Regions from separate parts of the Mus musculus genome. Here all the other regions are linked to region 4. Evidence: chromatin contacts called from public HiChIP or PLAC-seq and promoter capture Hi-C data. All regions are on one chromosome and are shown on one strand. Each heading gives the region's core, a stretch centred on a gene start, on an enhancer-like site or on the middle of the called end of the contact. The rest is flanking DNA. Distances are from core to core; before and after follow the strand shown.

What was found. Promoter capture Hi-C pulls out the DNA fragments that hold promoters and counts their contacts. HiChIP or PLAC-seq counts read pairs in DNA pulled down with a chosen protein or histone mark.
Region 1: an H3K27ac HiChIP or PLAC-seq map of embryonic stem cells shows a contact between it and region 4, with 2.7 times the contacts expected there. The contact joins the promoter of Pcnt here to the promoter of Adarb1 in region 4. A contact is called at or near these places in 1 of 39 promoter capture datasets (pre-B cells) and 1 of 115 datasets of contacts at active chromatin or transcription factors (embryonic stem cells).
Region 2: a contact with region 4 is called in a promoter capture Hi-C map of pre-B cells, with 4 times the contacts expected there. The contact joins the promoter of Gatd3a here to the promoter of Adarb1 in region 4.
Region 3: a contact with region 4 is called in a promoter capture Hi-C map of pre-B cells, with 6 times the contacts expected there. The contact joins the promoter of Rrp1 here to the promoter of Adarb1 in region 4. A contact is called at or near these places in 1 of 39 promoter capture datasets (pre-B cells) and 1 of 9 other capture datasets (liver).
Region 5: a contact with region 4 is called in a promoter capture Hi-C map of stem cell-derived epiblast-like cells, with 5 times the contacts expected there. The contact joins the promoter of Col6a2 here to the promoter of Adarb1 in region 4. A contact is called at or near these places in 8 of 39 promoter capture datasets (HPC-7-derived erythroid cells, embryonic stem cells, liver and 2 more).
Region 6: a contact with region 4 is called in an H3K4me3 HiChIP or PLAC-seq map of bone marrow-derived macrophages, with 4 times the contacts expected there. The contact joins the promoter of Lss here to the promoter of Adarb1 in region 4. A contact is called at or near these places in 1 of 484 Hi-C or Micro-C datasets (embryonic stem cells) and 2 of 115 datasets of contacts at active chromatin or transcription factors (bone marrow-derived macrophages and pancreatic cancer cells).

What each region holds. Positions count from the first base shown.
Region 1 is chr10:76,441,593-76,444,738 of GRCm38.p6, forward strand. It overlaps Pcnt (pericentrin (kendrin)), which reads right to left and starts at 1,320. Exons shown (of 42, transcript NM_008787.3): 1 at 973-1,320. The coding sequence starts at 1,026.
Region 2 is chr10:78,168,235-78,171,198 of GRCm38.p6, forward strand. It overlaps Gatd3a (glutamine amidotransferase like class 1 domain containing 3A), which reads right to left and starts at 1,521. Exons shown (of 7, transcript NM_138601.3): 1 at 1,361-1,521; 2 at 1,139-1,191; 3 at 575-688. The coding sequence starts at 1,495. It overlaps Pwp2 (PWP2 periodic tryptophan protein homolog (yeast)), which reads right to left. Exons shown (of 21, transcript NM_029546.2): 21 at 2,676-2,964.
Region 3 is chr10:78,411,468-78,414,354 of GRCm38.p6, forward strand. Rrp1 (ribosomal RNA processing 1 homolog (S. cerevisiae)) reads right to left here and starts at 1,576. Exons shown (of 13, transcript NM_010925.2): 1 at 1,353-1,576; 2 at 1-19. The coding sequence starts at 1,485.
Region 4 is chr10:77,416,557-77,419,555 of GRCm38.p6, forward strand. Adarb1 (adenosine deaminase, RNA-specific, B1) reads right to left here and starts at 1,717. Exons shown (of 11, transcript NM_001024837.2): 1 at 1,539-1,717. Gm17769 (predicted gene, 17769) reads left to right here and starts at 1,820. Exons shown (of 1, transcript NR_027377.1): 1 at 1,820-2,999.
Region 5 is chr10:76,622,086-76,624,952 of GRCm38.p6, forward strand. It overlaps Col6a2 (collagen, type VI, alpha 2), which reads right to left and starts at 1,319. Exons shown (of 28, transcript NM_146007.2): 1 at 1,166-1,319.
Region 6 is chr10:76,530,146-76,532,955 of GRCm38.p6, forward strand. It overlaps Lss (lanosterol synthase), which reads left to right and starts at 1,460. Exons shown (of 22, transcript NM_146006.2): 1 at 1,460-1,529; 2 at 1,705-1,873. The coding sequence starts at 1,516.

The DNA.
Region 1 (3,146 bases), core at 70-2,569, 980 kb before region 4:
GAAGTGGGTGCAGGGTGATAGTGGTGGTGGGGTTGTTGACACAAATGAAGAATTGCTGTTACTAGGCGAACCACAAAATCAACACAGCCCTTTCATGAAGGCTATAGCTATACTGTCCTGACAGTACAGGGTAGGGACACAGCCTCTGGTTCCACAGCCATGATAGCTGGCCAGAGATCCACTTCCAAAATGTTCGCACCTTCTCTTCCTCTGAATCCCCATCACCTTTCAAATAACTATCTTGCCAGGCAGTGGTCGTGCATGCCTTTAATCCCAGCACTTGGGAGGCAGAGGCAGGAGGATTTCTGAGTTCGAGGCCTGCCTGGTCTACCAAGTGAGTTCCAGGACAGCCAGGACTATACAGAGAAACCCTGTCTCGAAAAAAACAAAACAAAACAAAACAAAAAAACAAAACAACTATCTTAACAGCCACAAGTGTTCCCAGGGTAGAGTCTCAAACAAATTCAAAATCTGAGGCAGAAGGAGGTGAGAAGAGGACCCTCGGTAGTATGGCAGTTGTGGGGCCCGGCCAGAGAGCGAACAACGAAATACAACAACAGGACACCACTAGGGAGCAAAGTTCTTGGTTCCCTGGGAAAATAAAGTCTGAAGACGGTCTTTAAAAAGCCTTGGACAGTTTAGTCTCAGGAAAGTGCCTGAGCACCGGAAGCACAACAACTAAGAATGCTAGGTGACCAGGACCCGCCCATGGCGCTCGGGCCCACCTACAAGTCGTACGTCTCTGACGCTGATTGGCTGTGGGTGTAATAGGGCGGAGCGAGACAGAGGGCGCTGGATTCAAGATGGCGGCGCCTAGGAAGTGAATTCCGCAGAAGCGGCGGGAAGGACAAGCGCCCGGCAGTTCCCACTGCTCCACCGCCACCGCTTGTGTCAAGCGGCGGTCTGAGCACCGGAACCGCTTTAGGATTTCTTCCCCACCGCAAAGCTGAGAGAAGGATGCTACCGTCTAACCTTGGCTCTCCCAGCCTCCACCTTCCTGCGCCGCTGCTCCTGCTCGTCTTCCATCTCCACCTGGGCTCCCGGCGAGTCGCTCGGAGGTGACAGGGCGGCGGCGACACCGCCTTCGCTCTATTTACACTCCCTCCCTTCACCCACTCGCCTCCCCACCCCCCATACACACAACTGTCAGCTTCGCCCCGCCAATCCGGAGCCCCGTGTGGCCTTGCGCACGCGCGCTCCGCTGACGCTCCAAGGGCGGAGAGCCATCTCTCTGGTCCCCAATTGGTACGCCGACGCTCTCCACCCTCTTCATCCACGCCAATGAGCGAGGCGCGGCGTTCCCGGGGCTCGCGGGCGTTCGTCGACTGGGCGGCGGGAAGGTTTGGACAAACCGTTTTCCCGAGGCGGTGCTACCTATCGCCCTCTCCCGACAGGAGGAGGACTTACATACCAGCGGCTCTCCATGCCTCCGGTGCGCTCTGGGCACTCTCTCCCGCACTTTGCCAAAGTCGTTTTTTCTGTCGCGATGTGTTTCTGCGAACACTGGGGCATCCTCTAGGATCCACCAGCCCCCACTTTTGGTTCTCAGGTGCAGTCAACTGGGAGTCCTGCTTCCCTTCTTTGACCACTTCGGCCCCTCCTGAACACGGTCCCCTGTCTTCAATCCAAATCCAAAGAACAGAGTATAGCCAGAGTTACTCATTGAATGACACCTAAAACTTAGACCGCTGTCCCCAGTGGACCCCAGAGTTGCCACCCAGGGCCGTTTTGCATTCACGCACACGCTTCAATGTACAGAGTCGCTGTGTGTTCAGGCACCTGACTCTCACTCCATCCATCACCTCTACCAGGAAAGTCTTTCTGCCATAAGGAAATAAAGAAACTATGGTCCATTTGTAGTAAGAGGCGCGTTTAAAGCTCATCGGTGGATTACAGGAAATTAGGAGGATTGGGCCCTTGGATTCCCTAGCCGGCAGCAGGTTCTTTCTTGCCTAACATTTATTAATTTATCATTGGGTTGAAACGTTGCAGGCTGTTAACATGACTAACATAAAAGGAGAGGATCTGAGCTCCAGGATATATGTCAAGAGCTTTGCATCCTGCACGGATAGGATAGGGAAGCTGGAGAGAGGGTAATGCCTATAAGAATGAATCCTCCTGAAGAACTCAGTAGTGTGGAATTTGGGAACAGGGAAATGCCGTAAGGGCTATAAAACCTATTTTATACCAAATCTGCATGACAGCCGTTTTTGCCTTCTCTCTAGGCTGACACCCAACTTTACAAGATCCAAAAAATAAATTGTTTCACTTTCATGACTCAAAAGACTTCAAGCCTCTTAGGAAGTGTCTCTTGCACTGATGAAAACACTGAGTGGGTGGGGGTCCCTCTGGACAGACCTATCCTCTAGGATATGTTGGTCTCAGTCTTTGAGCCATGCAATATTTAAGGAATGTTTGAAGGGTGGTCGGTCATATTTTACATATCAAAACTTAAAGGACTGGAGAGATCAGCAGTTAAGAGCATTAGCTGCTCTTCCAGAGAACCCCCAGTTGATTCGCAGTACCCAATGGTGGCTCACAATTGTTACTCCAGTTCAGAGGATCTGATGCACACCTCTGGCTTCTGAGGGCACCAAAAACTCATGTGGCGCACATTGGTACCCATAAAATAATTTTTAAAGTATAAATAAATACCTAATAATATTTATTTCTTTGAACTATGAGTATGTTTGTGTCTCTGTGTGGAACTGGCAGGTATCCTTAGAGGTAAGAAGAGGGTGTTAAATGCCCTAAAGCTGGAGTTACAGGCAATTGTGCGTCAACAGATGTGGGTTCTGGGATCTAAATTACCCCCTCACTCACTAAGGAAATCCCTGCTTCGTATAGTGGCACGTGTCTTATACCCAGCACTGGAGAGGTGGGTCTCTGAGTTCAGGGCCAGCCAGGGCTAAAAAGAGAGACCCTATGTAAATATAAAATAAAAAGACTTGCTTGCTTAAAGCCCAATGTTAAGAAGACATTTTCTGCAGTGGGGTTCCCTTCTCTTAGAACCAGATGTGGGTTCTGGCATCTAAATTCTCTCAGACGACTATAACTTGTCCCAGGTTAACAGAGAACTAGCAGCCAGCATTGAGTGCATACTGCTCTTACAAAGGACCAGAGTTTGGTTCCTAGCAACCATGTCA
Region 2 (2,964 bases), core at 271-2,770, 750 kb after region 4:
CTGCTTTTGATCCCACCAACACTTTGGAGGCAAAGACAAGAGAATCTCTAGGAATCCAAGGCCACCCTGGTCTGTATATAGTGAGTTCCAGGCCTGTGAGGGCCAAACAGACTCTGTCTCAAACAAACAACAAAAACAAAAACCCGAGGCAGTGGTGGAGTATGCCTCTTATCCCAGCACTCAGTAGGCAGAGGCAGGAGGATCAGAGTTCAAAGCCAGCCTGGTCTACAGAGTGTGTTCCAGGACAGTCTCTCTACATAGAGAAACTTTGGGAAAACAAAACAAAACAAACAACCCCTCCCTGCCAAAAACAAAGCAACAAGATAAAGGGAACACAGTACCACACAGGGACTAGCCAGAGCAGAGCATGACCACCTCACACCCAAAGGCTACTGCTACCCCTGTAACGGTCACGGGGAGGTCAGAAACATTTGGCCCATGGCCATGTATTTCCAGAACAGCCGGATGACAGTTGCTTTGAGGGACAGACACTTGATCACATAATCAGGAAGGCTACAGTACAGGAGCTGCTCATGGGAACAGGGCTCTTGTAAGGTCCTTTCCCTACCCATACCTGCTTTCCCTCTCAGAAGGCTCCCCCTTGGTGTGGTCAATCACGTGCATCTGAGGGACATCGGGAGCAAAGATCTGGACCTCAGCCCCGCCTCGGCTCAGGTGCACCAGGATCCTATATGAAGAAAATCCACAAAGACATCACTTCCAAATGTGTCCTCCGGCCTCACAGCATGACGATTTTACAGATGGACTGGCACCAAGTGCTGGGGAATTCCTAGTTTATAGGACACCTAGTTGCTTTTACGAAGGCACGGCTCCTGCCGCTTACAGACTTCTGCAAGGTAAGGGTAGAACCAGAATAAGTAGGCAAGGCATCCTTTTACTGACTGATGAGCAGCGAGGGTTGTTGACTCCGCAGGTGTTGCATTTTGGGTATGTTCAAGACCCCAGCTTGCTGCCAGGCATTCTGCCTTCACCCAGGGTCCGGGTGGCATCTTTTGTGTCTTGGCTGTGCTAACTTTGGCTTTGGACTTATCACGATGTGAACCCACTGCGCTTGGTCACCCTCTGGCCATTTCTGCCTTTTAAACCAAGAGAGTGTTTACAAACTCTGAGGACTTACGCTGAGGCCTCATGGATCTCGGTTCCGTCATAGACTCCACAGCCCGACAGCACCTGCAGGAAGAGAGGCACTGACGAGGGCGAGGGCCCAACACGCAATTACCGAGGGAGGGGAGGCTGAACCCCACCAAGAGCCGACCTTGGGCGGACAGCTGGTCGACCCCAGGCTGCGGGGACCTAGCAAGGGAAGGCACTCGGCCTGGGAGTCTGGCTCTGCACTCACCAACGCCACCCTGGCCCCGGGCCGCGGTGCGGAGCTGTGAAGGGCTGCGCGCTGGGAGGGAGCCCGGTGGTATCTGGAGAGCGGTAGGAGCGCAGAAGCCAGCCTTGGCGCCACCAAAACCCTGACGGCAGCCATCACGAAGGGCAGCCAGCCACAGTGGTGTCAGGAGAACGTGCGCCGTGGGGCGGGGTCGCGCCTGGCCAATGGAGGAGCGCGTAACAACCCCTTTCTGGAGAGGGCCAGTGGGTGGGGCCGCGCCTGCGCAGTGACCGACGGCGTACGGGAAACCCAGCACCTTTTTCCCTGGAGGACTAGCGGGAGGGAGGGGCCACAGATCTCAGGACACGCCCCCCCTCACCTAAGAGACCGGTTGGCTGGACTTCTCCAGCTCAATGACCGACCGAGCTGGGACACGCCTCTTCTCGGTTTTGAGAGGGCAAGCAAGCAAGTATGCCAGGTTAGGACCTTCCTGCGATCGACCTTGTTGAGCGGCCCGGTCTGCCTAGTTAATGTTTGAAGGGCGCTCATCTTGGTGTAGGCCACCTTGACTACCTATTGCAATTCCAGTCTATGCAATGACTAAAAACTGATTTTAAATAACGGGGTCAGAGCAAGCCCCGCGCCCTCACGGTGCAATCGTAAATTGCTCCTGCCATTGTGTTCTGGGTACCTCTGCAGCTTCCTCACAGGCCACAGTTCTGCCAGTCACGATTCAGTGAAGAGCTGAGCTGAGCATCGTACCTTCCATTTCCTATTTTGAATCAATGTGATTGCTATAGTTGCATACAGTCCGGTGTCCATCGGGGTAATGACCAGATAACTCCCAGAGTTTCACTGCCTCTCCCTAGCCACAGTGAAGGCTGTCAAAGGTGACCTGGCTTCTCTCAACTCCTAGGGATAATTAGCTGCTGGGTGTTCCCATCTTAAGATGGGAACCCTTTCACATTTAGGAGACATTTAGGCCTGGGATGCACAGTATATGCAGAAGCCAGGGAGCATACAGAAGTGGGTTTGGTGGCCCAACACCATTACAGCGAGTCAGGGATTATTCAGTTTCAGGGGACAGTAGTTGGGGGGAGGGGTGGAGCAGTGTCAGGCAATTTGCATCTGGCTGTCCACAGGGGTGGAGTGGGCATGGTTACCACGGAGCAGACTTGTAAAATACTCCAAACTGAGCCCAGTTTCTGGTATGAGAATTAAACTGGATGAGATGTATGAGATGTATGGTGATGGCTGAAGCATGGTTCAGCACTACTTGCCTGCCCTTCCCTGGGCCCTCAGTTCCACATTCATACCACACACAGACAAAACCAGTAAAGCTTCATAAAACTGTATTTGTACTGCAGATGGGGATCCCAAGATGGCACCAAAACAAGCGGGTCCTTGTCTGGGCGGCCAGGGGCCTGGCTGTCCCTGGGCACATAAGAAGCAGTTTCCTTTTCTACCCCAAGCTACACAGAGAAATGCTCTGCAGAACAGGAAACCTGGCGACACCAGGCTAAGCTCTGGCTTCTCCCCATAACGGTGTTCAAGCCTGAGCGGGTTCCAGGTGACCAAGACAGTATAGTATCAGTGTATCCTGAGTATGACAAGGGTGCGACAGC
Region 3 (2,887 bases), core at 326-2,825, 990 kb after region 4:
TCATCTGGAGTGAAACCACCTGCATCACAAGAGCAACAGTGAGACTTAGTGAGCCCTGGAACCTACCTTCCCGAGCCAGGAAGGAAACATGACTGCCTGAACTACTCTTAACAATAATACGACTGGGGGCTGGCGAGATGGCTCAGCGGGTAAGAGCACTGACTGCTCTTCCAAAGGTCCTGAGTTCAAATCCCAGCAACCACACGGTAGGTTACAACCATCCTAATGAGATCTGATGCCCTCTTCTAGGGTGTCTGAAAACAGCTACAGTGTACTTATTTATAATAATAAATAAATCTTTGGGCCAGACGGAACAGGGACTGAGCGAGCTGGGCTGACCTCAGTGAGTGGGGCCAACTGGAACGAGCAGAGGTCCTAAATTCAATTCCCAACAACCACATGAAGGCTCACAACCATCTGTACAGCTAGCTACAGTGTACTCATATACATTAAATAAATAAATAAACCTTAAAAAAATATGATTGGGCAGCCAGCCCCGCCCTCAAAACATTCTCCAACAGAACTGCCATAACGGTGCCTGGAGGAGCCCCTCCCCCCAACCCTCCAGTAACTCCATGCACCAGCAAGCAGGTATCAGTCCCATAGAGTTAAAGAAACCCAACACTTTCGGGACCGGGAGATGGCCCATTGTTAATGCAGTGATTAATTAAGCCAGTGTCAGACCAAGGAACTGTAGCTATACTATGACATTTCGGAGATTAAATGGTGAAAGTTATTCATTCCGGCTAGCAAAGGACATCACCACCATTTAGCGAGGCGCATCCCCCAAGTTGGGGTGCTCTGACTAGAGCGTGAAAAACTGCGCTGAGACACTTCCCAAAGCATACAGCCATGACCTCGGCCAAACCACCGCTCAGGGAATCTATAATTTGCATCCGCGGAGGGATATCCAAAAGCAAAGGACATCGCCACCATTTGGCGAAGCGCATTCCCCAAGCTGGGGTTCTCTGACTAGAGCGTGGAAAACTGCCTTGAGACACTTCCCAAAGCATACAGCCGTGACCTCGGCCAAACCACTGCTCAGGGAATCTATAATTTGCATCTGCGGAGGGATATCCAAGAGACGCGGAGGCTGCTGAAAGGGGTCGCTCACTGAGGACCAGAAGCACAGAAACCGCTCTGCAAAAGGACATCCTGGGAACGGGGTGTCGAGAACACACCTTTAAGAACACGGGACACCAGTAAAGGCCGGCGGAAGAGCACCAGCAAGCTACAGAAGGAAGAAAAGCGGGCAGACCGATCGGGTCAGCCTAAGCCAGTAGAACAGCAGACGAAGGCCGGATCCTGCGGGGCCCACGCAGCGGAGCTCGCCTGCCCTCCCGCCCGCGTACCTGTCGCCCGCTGCGACCTGGCCTCGATGTACTTCCGCAGCTTCCGCAACGCGCGGTCCCGCGTCACCTGTTCATTGCCCGCCAGGCGCTGCGCCAGCTGGATCTCCGGCGGGAGCGGCACTCCGGGAACCATGGTGAGGAGAACCCTGAGACCACGCACTCGACGCTTCCGCTGGGGCGCTCGAGTGACGACACGCGCTCGTCACCACTGAACGTCACACTGAGGCGACACAACCCAGCTAGACGTCAAACGTCCTGGACGATGCTGGCGTACGCTACCGCCTCTCAGTGGCCGAGAGGCGCAACTGCACCCTGCAGGGAGGAGGATGGTCTGGTGTAAGCCTAGGGCATCTCTGATTCTTGAAAAGGTTAAAGCATTGTCTTGGGTTCGCCCTCCTCTTTACTGCAGCAGGAGTGGCTGTATTACAAGAAGATCGTGATGTGGCCCAGCTTGTCCTCAACTGTAACACTTAGCAGGACTGCGTGGAGCTGCCCTTGGCTCAGCATCCTGAGCCATGTTGGGGTGTGGGGTGTGGGTGGGGGGAGGTTGGGTGTGTGCATGAACCCTGCAACGCCGAGAACTACGAGCTTTACCCGAAACACTTTACCTGATCCCTAACACCTTAGTCCTCAGGGAAATCCACCCCACCAAGCCTCTTGTAGAGCATCCACTTTCCTGGAAAGAGAAAAGCAAGAAGGCTGTCAGGATCCAGATTATGGGACAGGGTGCAGGTACCTATCATGAAGGTAGGCAGGCAAATACACTATAGAAAGCACAGTGAGTGTGCAAAACTTGAGTGTGCCCTGGTTCATGAAATGTGTGGTGACAATCGTTTGGGACACTATTGGGAAAATTTTTCCATATAGCCCAAGAGCTGAAATGTCAAATTAGAATACAAAACAATTACAGGTTTCATTGGTGTGCCCAAGACCACCAGAAGTCTGATGACTTGCTGGGGGAAATTTCCAAGACCAGTGGACGTTTGGACTTAGTGGTACCATAACATTGCCAGTTCGTTGCTACACCATAGGCCAGCTAAGCCCAGGATTAAAGTGTCAGGCAAGGAAGGTGGCTGTATTTGAAAAGCTAGATGCTGGAAAAAATGGGAGGGATGGTTGTTGAAAGTCTGACTGAAGAGGAATAAGCAACTGGGGTGGGAGAGGGCATGTCTAAGCACTATTACAGGAACATAGACAATTCTGTATTTTCTATAACATCAGAATTTACTGAATAACAAAAAATTTGATAGACTACATCAATGTTATGGCCACGCTTTTTAAAGTCAACCCAGTTTCTTTGACTTAGGCAAGCTATCTCTTGTTGCTGTTGTTTTATTTATATGAGTACGCAGTTACTGTCTTCGGACACACCAGAAGAGGGCATTAGATCCCATTACAGATGGTTGTGAGCCACTGTGTGGTTGCTGGGAATTGAACTCAGGACCTCTGAAAGACCAATCGGTGCTCTTAACCGCTGAGCCATCTCTCCAGCCCTAGGCAAGCTATCTTAAACTACTAATATTAATGGTCAGACT
Region 4 (2,999 bases), core at 467-2,966:
AAAAACTAATGTTTGATCATCTTAATTACCGCACCTACCAGTAAAAAGACCAAGTTTGCTATCGGGCTTCTTTTCGTTATACTTCCAGAATGGAATACAATAAATGATTTTCAAAAAAAGAAAAAAAAAAAGGATGCCCTCATCAGAAGTAACCCAAACCTGCTAGGTGAAAACACTGACCTCCAACCAGACACTCCAGTGCGGATATCCCCCTCATAAATCCCGAACGGAACACTTTTCTGGTCCTCCAAAGGCGACTCCGGCGCCACTAGTCTAGCGTCCACAGCCCCATCTGACATTTCCCTTGCACACAGACACCACACAGTGATTTTCCTCTTGCCTATGTGTGCGCGTCAAAATTCACCTCCAACCCCTAATGTCCCAGATGGCTCCCACAAACAGCAGACGCGCTGGGTACTCGCGCTGGGTACTCGGAACTTCGTCTCCCAGGCGCTCGGCGCCCATGTGGGCTCTGAGCCCTCGGAAGGGGCATGGACCACCAAAAAAGCAGCCTGCCTCACCTAGGTTACGGTGTCCACCCCGTGGGAGCGCAGTGTCTCCTTTGCAGGACACAAGATGCTCTCACTGGGCGTAGCTTTCCCTCTGTGGGATATAGGGTTAGGGTCTCCCTCCTCGGAGTTCAGAGTATACTCTGCAGGGCACAGGGTTCCCTCCCTGTGCCCTTCCTCTGGGCGCCGTCTCGCCTCTGCGGAGCACATGGTCCCTTCTGCAGGGCACAAAGTCCCCATCCCCTGGTGCAGCTTCCTCTCCTCAGAGCACAGGGTTCCCACCCCCCAGCCTGAGCTTAGCCTCCCTTCTGCTAGGCACTGGTCCCTTCTGCAGAATACAGAGCTCAACCTTTCCTCTACCAAGCACATGGTCCCTTCTGCAGGGCACAGGGTCCCCATCCCCGGACACAGATTCAGAGTGACACAGGGTGTCTCTTCTCAGGGCGCAGCTTTCCTTTTGCAGGGCACAGGTCCCCTCTCTAGGATACAGGGTCCCCATCCCCGGACGCAGCTTTCCTTCTGCAGGGCACAAGGTCCCCCTCCCGGTGTGCAGTGTCCCCTGTGCTGGGTAAAGGTCCCTTCCCGGGGTACAGGGTCCCCTCCCCGGAGCACAGGTCCCCTCCGCCCGGTACACCATTCCCCTCCCCGGGCGCAGTCTCCTCTCTGATGGGCACAGGTCCCCTCCCTGGAGTACAGGGTCCTCTCCGCGGGCACAACCTCCTGTCCGAGAGGCGCACGGTCGGCTCGCCGCGGCGCAGCGCATCCCACGCGGACGCGGCGCCTCCAGGAGCGGACGAGCCGTCCTGGGCGCAGCCTCCTCCTGCAGCGCAGCGCATCCAAGAGGACCGCGGCCCGCCCTCCGCGCGCCGCCCGGGATGCGCCAGGGACCCCGCAGCTCGCCGCGGGCCCGGGCCCCGCACCATAGGGTCTGGGGTCGGTGGTCAGGTCCGCGGCCGCCGGCGCTGCGCGGCCTCAGCCACCTGCCCCGCGCTTACATAAACGCGGCCGCCCGCGTCCCCGCCGCCTTACCTCCGCTCACGCTGCGCCCGCGGGCTGCCGGCGTCTGGCTCTGGGCGCTGCGGCGGCCTCGGCTAGCCCCGCGGCCCCAGCTAGGAGCCCCTCGCCGCCGCCTCAGCCTCAGCCACCTCAGCCTCAGCCGCTGCCTCAGCCTCTGCCTCTAGCCTCGGCGCCGGCGGCTCCGCCCCCTCGGCTCGCCCCGCCCCAGCCGCCGCAGCCGCGCGCGCGTGCTCGCTTGCAGGGGTGGAGCCAGCGCTCCACGCTGACGTGCGCGCCTCCTGCCCGGAGCCGACGTCCGGACTCGCTCGCGGCGGCGGGAACTGCGAGGGTTAGCGGTTAGAACCAAAACAGGTCGTGCGTCGCTAGGGAGACTCGAAGCGGAAGGGAGCCTCCGACACGCACCGAGAAGATCGACGGGGGCGGGGTTCTCGAACTCGCGGGCAGGAGCCTCGGATGGGACCTAAGGGGACAGGTGGGACCAAGGATCCTAGAGATCCTGTGGGATCTGGGAATGGGGCAGGGAAAATCAGAGCGAAGCCACTGAAGTGCGACTGTGACCGCCGCTTGAAGACCTACTACACCCCGTACGTGGTACCCTGGCATCCCGCAAGAATCGTCCCTGGGCCTTCGTCCAGTTTTGAGAGCTGGCCCTGGCCACTGACACCCACCTCCGTAGACCTTGAAAATAAGTAGGGAGAGGAGCAGGGACATGATTTTGTGAAGCAGGGTGTCTACTGGTGGTCACTAGAAATGATGGCCGGTTTTTAACCTAGACCCCAGGGTCAAGTTCAGGCTCTGCCACCTCTTAGGCATACCAGATGTGTCTTGTGCTTGCATTGTCTGTTTCCACGTTTGTTTAAAAAGAAAAAGGTCTAGTAAAAGACAAGTGCAGGTAGGTAAAGTACTGTGTCGAGCATCCAAGATGTGGTCAACAACTTGTGTGGTTCCTCGCCAGATTGTCTTAACCTGGGGTGCTATGCCCAGAACGGGGCCTGGAGAGGTCCAGAATCGGAAGCATGAACTGACCACAGGAGTAGTGTTGTAGCCGGTCCACATCTGCTTCCATCACAAAAACATGTCCTTTGGACCAGCTAGCCACTCAATGAATTCTTCAGCCTGCCTAAAAGGTGGGCACCAGGCAGTGCCTACGGGTGCACTTGTTGGCAAGTAAGTAGAGATCATCACTCTTGGAACACCTACCAGGATGTCAAGCTTCACATACAAGTATGTGCACAAGGACAAATGTGTCTGTTTCTAGGTATCACACTACCCCAGAACTTAGTAACTTAAAGTCATGGTTTGTAAGTCTGATGAATAGCAGCTTTTATGCAGTGTTCAGCTGGTTTGGTTCATCTCTGCTTCATAGATGACCTCACTCCCTTATGTCATGTGTTACCTACTGTTAGTAAGCTAGCTCTCGTTGCTTCTCATAATGGCTGTGGTTTGGCCACAAGAGAGCAAGTTCCAGCCTTT
Region 5 (2,867 bases), core at 69-2,568, 790 kb before region 4:
CCCCAACACCATTTCACTGGGAAACGCACTGTTCCCAAGACTGAAGCACAGCTTTCAGAATGGATGCTCTAAACCCCTATGTTCAACCCCTCCCAATTGGTATCACCTGTTCCCTGGGACCCTAGGTCCAAGCCCAGTCTCTGGCCCCACCTTTTCTCTCTAAGGGATCCCAGACACCTGTGTAACCTCCAGTTTCTGTGAGATGAAGCTGCAAATGCCCTGTTTCTTTTTTTCCTTTGCTATGTGTGTGCTAGCCTCAAGAGCCAGAACTATTTAACTGGGGGAAGGGGAGGAACCCAGCAACTTAATCTGGACCTTAAATGTTCCTTGTTGGTACCTTGTCCCTCTATGGCACTTGGCTCCATGTCCTCAGATGAGTATGGAGATACCCCCAGAATACCCAGGCTTCACGAGGGGGCTGTGTTGCTGTCTATAGGAGAGGTGTCTCTGAGGTTGCCCACTGGAGTCCCCAAGGGACTGGAGTGCCCAAGGGAGTCTCAGGGCTAGGATAGAGCCAAGAGTGACAGACTTTATTATTCCTGGGTCCACCCTCATCTTTATGATTCCTGCCTGGTCTCTCCTTAAGCACAGTGGGAGTACCTCGAGATGGCGAGGTGTCCCCTTGAGAGCACCTGGCTAGCCCACTGCTGGGACCTGAGACTCCCTTCTCTGCCTCCCGCAGAGTACCCTTGAAGTCCATCTGAGGAACTAGTTCAAGTGGCTCTGTTACCTTCCTTCCCCATGAAGACTACCCTTCTTCCTTAGGGCCTACGGAGAGGCTAACAACGGACTGTGTGCAGGTTCAAGTCACAGCGTATTTTCCCATTGAGGCAATTTAGGTTCCTTAACCCTTGGGAGACAACTCAGACCTGCTAGCAATGGCCATGGGTCTGACCAGATGTGAGACACTCTGAGGACTGGGGAAGGAGCAGGGATCTGGTCTGTCAGTGGTGAGCAGAAAGCTGTGGAGTCTAGAATAAGAAGCCTGCACCCCAACCAGGCTCTGTCGAACAGAGGCCTAGGGGCCACCTGGAGACTAGAACCTGGGGCAGGACCTTCGGTTTGGGTAGAACTGTGCTCACCTTAGACCCCTGAGGTGCAGCCCCCGAATCCTGTTCCCCCTTTTCCCGCGTGTCCCAGCTGGACACCATGCGAAGAAGCTTACCTGGCTTGGAGAAGATGCCTGGGTACTTCCCGAGGACAGCCCGGGTCCTGACGGCCCGAGGTGCGGGCGCCGAGTGGGTAGGAGGGAGGGGACCCAGGCGCGGCCCGGGACTGAACGGGAGGGGACCAAGCCAGGGGCCTCCCACTTTAACTCTGTCCCGGGCGGGCGGATGCCTGGAAAACTCGACCGCTGGGGGGCGCTGCGGCCCCGCGGATGGGCGGGGTCAGCGGGTGGGGCTGCTGGACGGACTAAGATGAAGCTGGGGAATGAGCTGGGGGAGGGGAGGAAAGGAAGGCGAGGGGAGGGAGTGGCCAGGACACGCAGCAGGGTTGGAGCTGGACCATCTCTGTGCTGTAGTGCCTGGTGACTTTTTTATTTTTCCTTGCAAGCCTCTGGACTCCTAGGTCTCCCAGACCTTTGCTCAAGCTCCCTCCTCCTCTACGTAAAGGAAGGAGCCCCCCCCCCCCCCCCCCGTAGAAGCTATTCTTATCCTGTTGGGCCAGGGCTCCCTCCCCCGCTCCCCCCACCCCCAGTATTCTGACTGAAGTTGGGCGGGATGTGGGGTTGAACTTCAAAGTGCAGTGAAGGGATGCAAAGAACGTATGTCTTTGGGGTTCAGCGGGCCCTGAATTGGTATTGAGGCTCCTGGAAGTTGATAGGGCCCTGAAGAGGCAAGAGGACCAGGCATAGATGTAGGAGCCCTGGCATTGGTATATAACCCTTTCCTCCAAGAATCCCAGAGGTCGGCTTTGAGTGGGGTCTGCTCACATCGCTGGCAGGGTGCATAAGCTATGGCTAGGGCCTTAACTTTCTAGCCTGGAGTAGGACTGGCTCTGAGAAGTACAGGCAGGGATAGGGAAGGGGCTCAATTCGGGGCAGTTCTCAAGGGTGCAGGGTAGTGGGGGTGATGAGGCTTGTTTCTCATACAGCTGAGTAAATCTCTGATCTAGCCCCTGACTTCCAGTCCCACTCTGTGTTCTCCCCCTACCCCCTCCTGTCCAGGGAGGAACTACTTTTGGTAAGCCCATATTGCTGGAGGTCCTTGTCTTTAGGACCTTCCTGCCTCTGCCCATTGAAGCTTTGTCATCTCTTTCTTCTGATGTCTCACACCTGAGAAGTTGGCTCAAGGCACCTTCCACAGTGTCTTGGATCCTTGTGCCTAAGTAGTAATGGAGGACCAGTGTTTCTTCTAAGGAATAGGAAAATGCCATTAAGGTGACCTCTTGGGAGCTGAAAGCTGTCCCTACAGGTCCCAGCCTGAGAGATATCAGCCTGTACCACTTACCACTTGCAGTCCCTAGGACCTGGAGCCCTGACCTGACTATTAGCAATGCAGCATCAGTACCAGCCTTTCATGGGCAGTGCCAGCTATTGCTGTGTGCCGTGCTCTGTGCTGGAGGTCTTTTGAGAGGGTAGGGAGGGACTAGAGCCAGAGGTGTAAGTATGCATGAGTGTCTTATGTATGGTATTTGCATCTCTCTCTCTCTCCCTCCCCCTCTCTTTGTCTCTCTATCTCTCTCTGTTTCTCCCTCTGTTTCTCCTTCTCTGTATCTTTCTCATCTCTCTGTCTCTATCTCTTTGTTTCTGCATCTCTCTGTCTCTCTATCTCTATGCCTCTCTCTATCACTGACTCTGTCTTTTTCTCTCCGTTTCTTTGTCTCTCTGTCTCTATCTCTGTCTGTCTGTCTGTCTGTCTGTCTGT
Region 6 (2,810 bases), core at 210-2,709, 890 kb before region 4:
GAGTGCTGGGATTAAAGGCGTGTGCCACCACGCCCAGCTCAAACTGACTTTTCTATTGTGAATTTTAAAAACTTAATGTGTACGGGTGTTTTAACCAGCATGTATGTACTTACATCTCACACATGCCTGGTGACTGAGGAGGTCAGAAAATGGCATTAGATTCCTTAAAACTGAAGTTATAGATGGCTGTGAGTCACCATGTGGGTGCTATAAACCAATTCCAGGTCCTCTGAATGAGCAGCAAGTGCTCTTACGCACTGGACTTAAGTATTGGCCTCCAGTCCCCAAATCAATAGTCTGAGGCAAGGCTCAGTTAAAATGCCTTGTCTTATATCTTTACAAGTTTCTAAACTGGGCAAAGAAGAGGTTAGTGTTCTTGACTAGCCATCTAAAATTCCGATTTTCCATCTAGGGAAGGTGTGTGAGTGTTCTTTGCCTCTTACTTCTTCCTTCTCTGATTTGTGGTTCATGGCCCCTTCCTTGGCAGCGTTTTGAGGGCTAGGTGCAGGGAGGCTATCGGGTTTGGGTAGTTGTAAGTAAGTCGGCACTCTGTAGGACACACTGTACCGCTGGGAGTTCTTGGAATTATATTTTTCTGATCTCTGGTCGTCATTCCTGCATGCCAGCAATGCTTCTCAAATACTATCTGTTCAAATGTTCTTCATTGCACGTCTCTACTAGATTCTGCCGGCATACCACAGGCTTTCCTGCTTCCCTCTCTACTGTCAAACATAATCAAGGCTTTTCCCCCTTTAACTTGTAGGACTCCAAGCTCCAGGTATCCTGAGAGTAGTGCTGTGGCTAGGGAAGTGGAACTCTACCTGCTAATGGGAGTCAGGACACAGCCCTCTGCACACTCTGCAGCTGCTCCCTGTGAGGAGCCTGTGCCCGCTTTCTGAGAACACTACTCTGACCCTCTTCCCAACTACGTGTCATCATAGTTTCCTCCTCCCTTCACTCGGGTCAAGGCCCCTGCCCCATGATGGTCCATGTGGTGCCTCGGATCAACGCTAGTTTCACCTCAGGTCACTCATGCCTCTTCCGTACTTCTGAAGCACTCGTGGTTTCCGCGGCCTCTTTCCTGCATGTCGGAGGGGCCATTTTTCACCAACCCTGTAGGTATCCCGGCTCAGAACACCCAGACCAGAAGTCCAAGGCTGTCATCAATAAGGATCTAGAGGGGCCGGCCCCGCCCCCCATCCCGCCCCGCCCCTCCAACGGGCCTGCCCCTCCCACAGGCCGTCCTCGCCCACAGGCCGGCCTCTTTCATAGGCCCCGCCTCCAAAGCGCTTCCCGCCCCGCAGCCACGCCCCCTGGTGCCCTCGCGGCGTCGGGCGGCCCTGCGCCCAGCCACTGTGGTCGCGGTGCGTCTCTCGTGCCCACCTGGTGATGCTCTGATTGGCCGAGCTCGCATCGGCCCACCCAGTAGTTCCGGTCGGCCGAGGCTCGCGCCTGCGCAGTGCACTAGGCTGTCAGGTAAAGGGCTGGCAAGCGGTGGCAGAGAGTAGTGCTGTCATGACTGAGGGCACGTGAGTCGCGGACCCTGGGCTTCCCGCGGGTGTTGCGAGGGACGCGGCAGGGCGGTGGCAGGGAAGGTGTCTGGACAGCAGGGTGGCATGGCTGGTGGCTCTGCATGCCTGGATTGCAGGCATCCCACCTGGGCGGAGTCTAAGGAAGGCTGCTTCCTCTCGCTGGTCCCCTCAGGTGTCTGCGGCGTCGTGGGGGACCCTATAAAACTGAGCCCGCCACCGATCTCACCCGCTGGCGGCTCCAGAATGAGTTGGGTCGGCAGAGATGGACTTATTATCAAGCGGAGGACGACCCTGGTCGAGAGCAGACCGGGCTAGAGGCCCACTCTTTGGGACTGGACACAGTAAGTGATGTGATTCTGAAAGCACCATTCCATCCCAAGACTGGAAGCCATCACTGATCAGCCTACACCGTGCCTTCCTGAGCCAGAGCTCTGAAACAGTGGAGAGCCTTATTTAAAAAACAGGCAACCAGCCAGTAATATATGCATATGTGTAAACCAATGTATATGTGGGTATAGTGTGATATGAGGAAAAGCTGACTATAAGAGGATCAGGAAAGTTCACAAGTTATGTAAGAAGATGTAAAGCTAGTTGCTTTTCTAGTTCTAACTCTGTCATGGGCTTTGTGGTTTGGGCAATAGATTAATGCATAAAATATAGTGGGTACTGAAAGTGCATCATTTTATGGAAAGTTTCACAGTCTCCCTTTTCAAATGCCAAGGTCATTAAGTTGAGTAGACTTTGTGTTTGGTTAATTTTGGTGTGCGATGTTTTTATTAATTTGCAGGTTTCTTTTTATTTTAATAATAAGGCTTATAATTTTTTGTTTTTTAAAACAGATATGAACCTGGGCCCGGCAGGCATACCTGTAATCCTAGCCGCTGAGTAGGCTGTGACAAGGATAAAGTTTAAGATCTGCCTGGGCAGCTGAGTAGAGCTTGTCTCAGAAAATAAAGAGGCTGGGCATGGTAGTGCTGGTCTTTAATCCCGGCACCCAGGAGGCAGAGGCAGGCAGATCTTTGTGAGTTTGAGGCCAGCCTGGTCTACAGAGCAAGTTCTAGGCCAGCCAGGTCTACGTAGTGTGACCCTATCTCAAAAATGATAACAAATAAATAAAGAAGAGGGCTGCTGATGTGGGTCAGTGTTTGTGAGTGTTTGCCTCAATTCAATCTAAACAACAAAAAGTGTGGTACCTCCTTCCGGAGACAGGAGTAGAAGCAACCCTCGTTATTTAAGTCCCTCCACCTCAGAGACCTGTGGAAGAAGTTGCCCTAATTT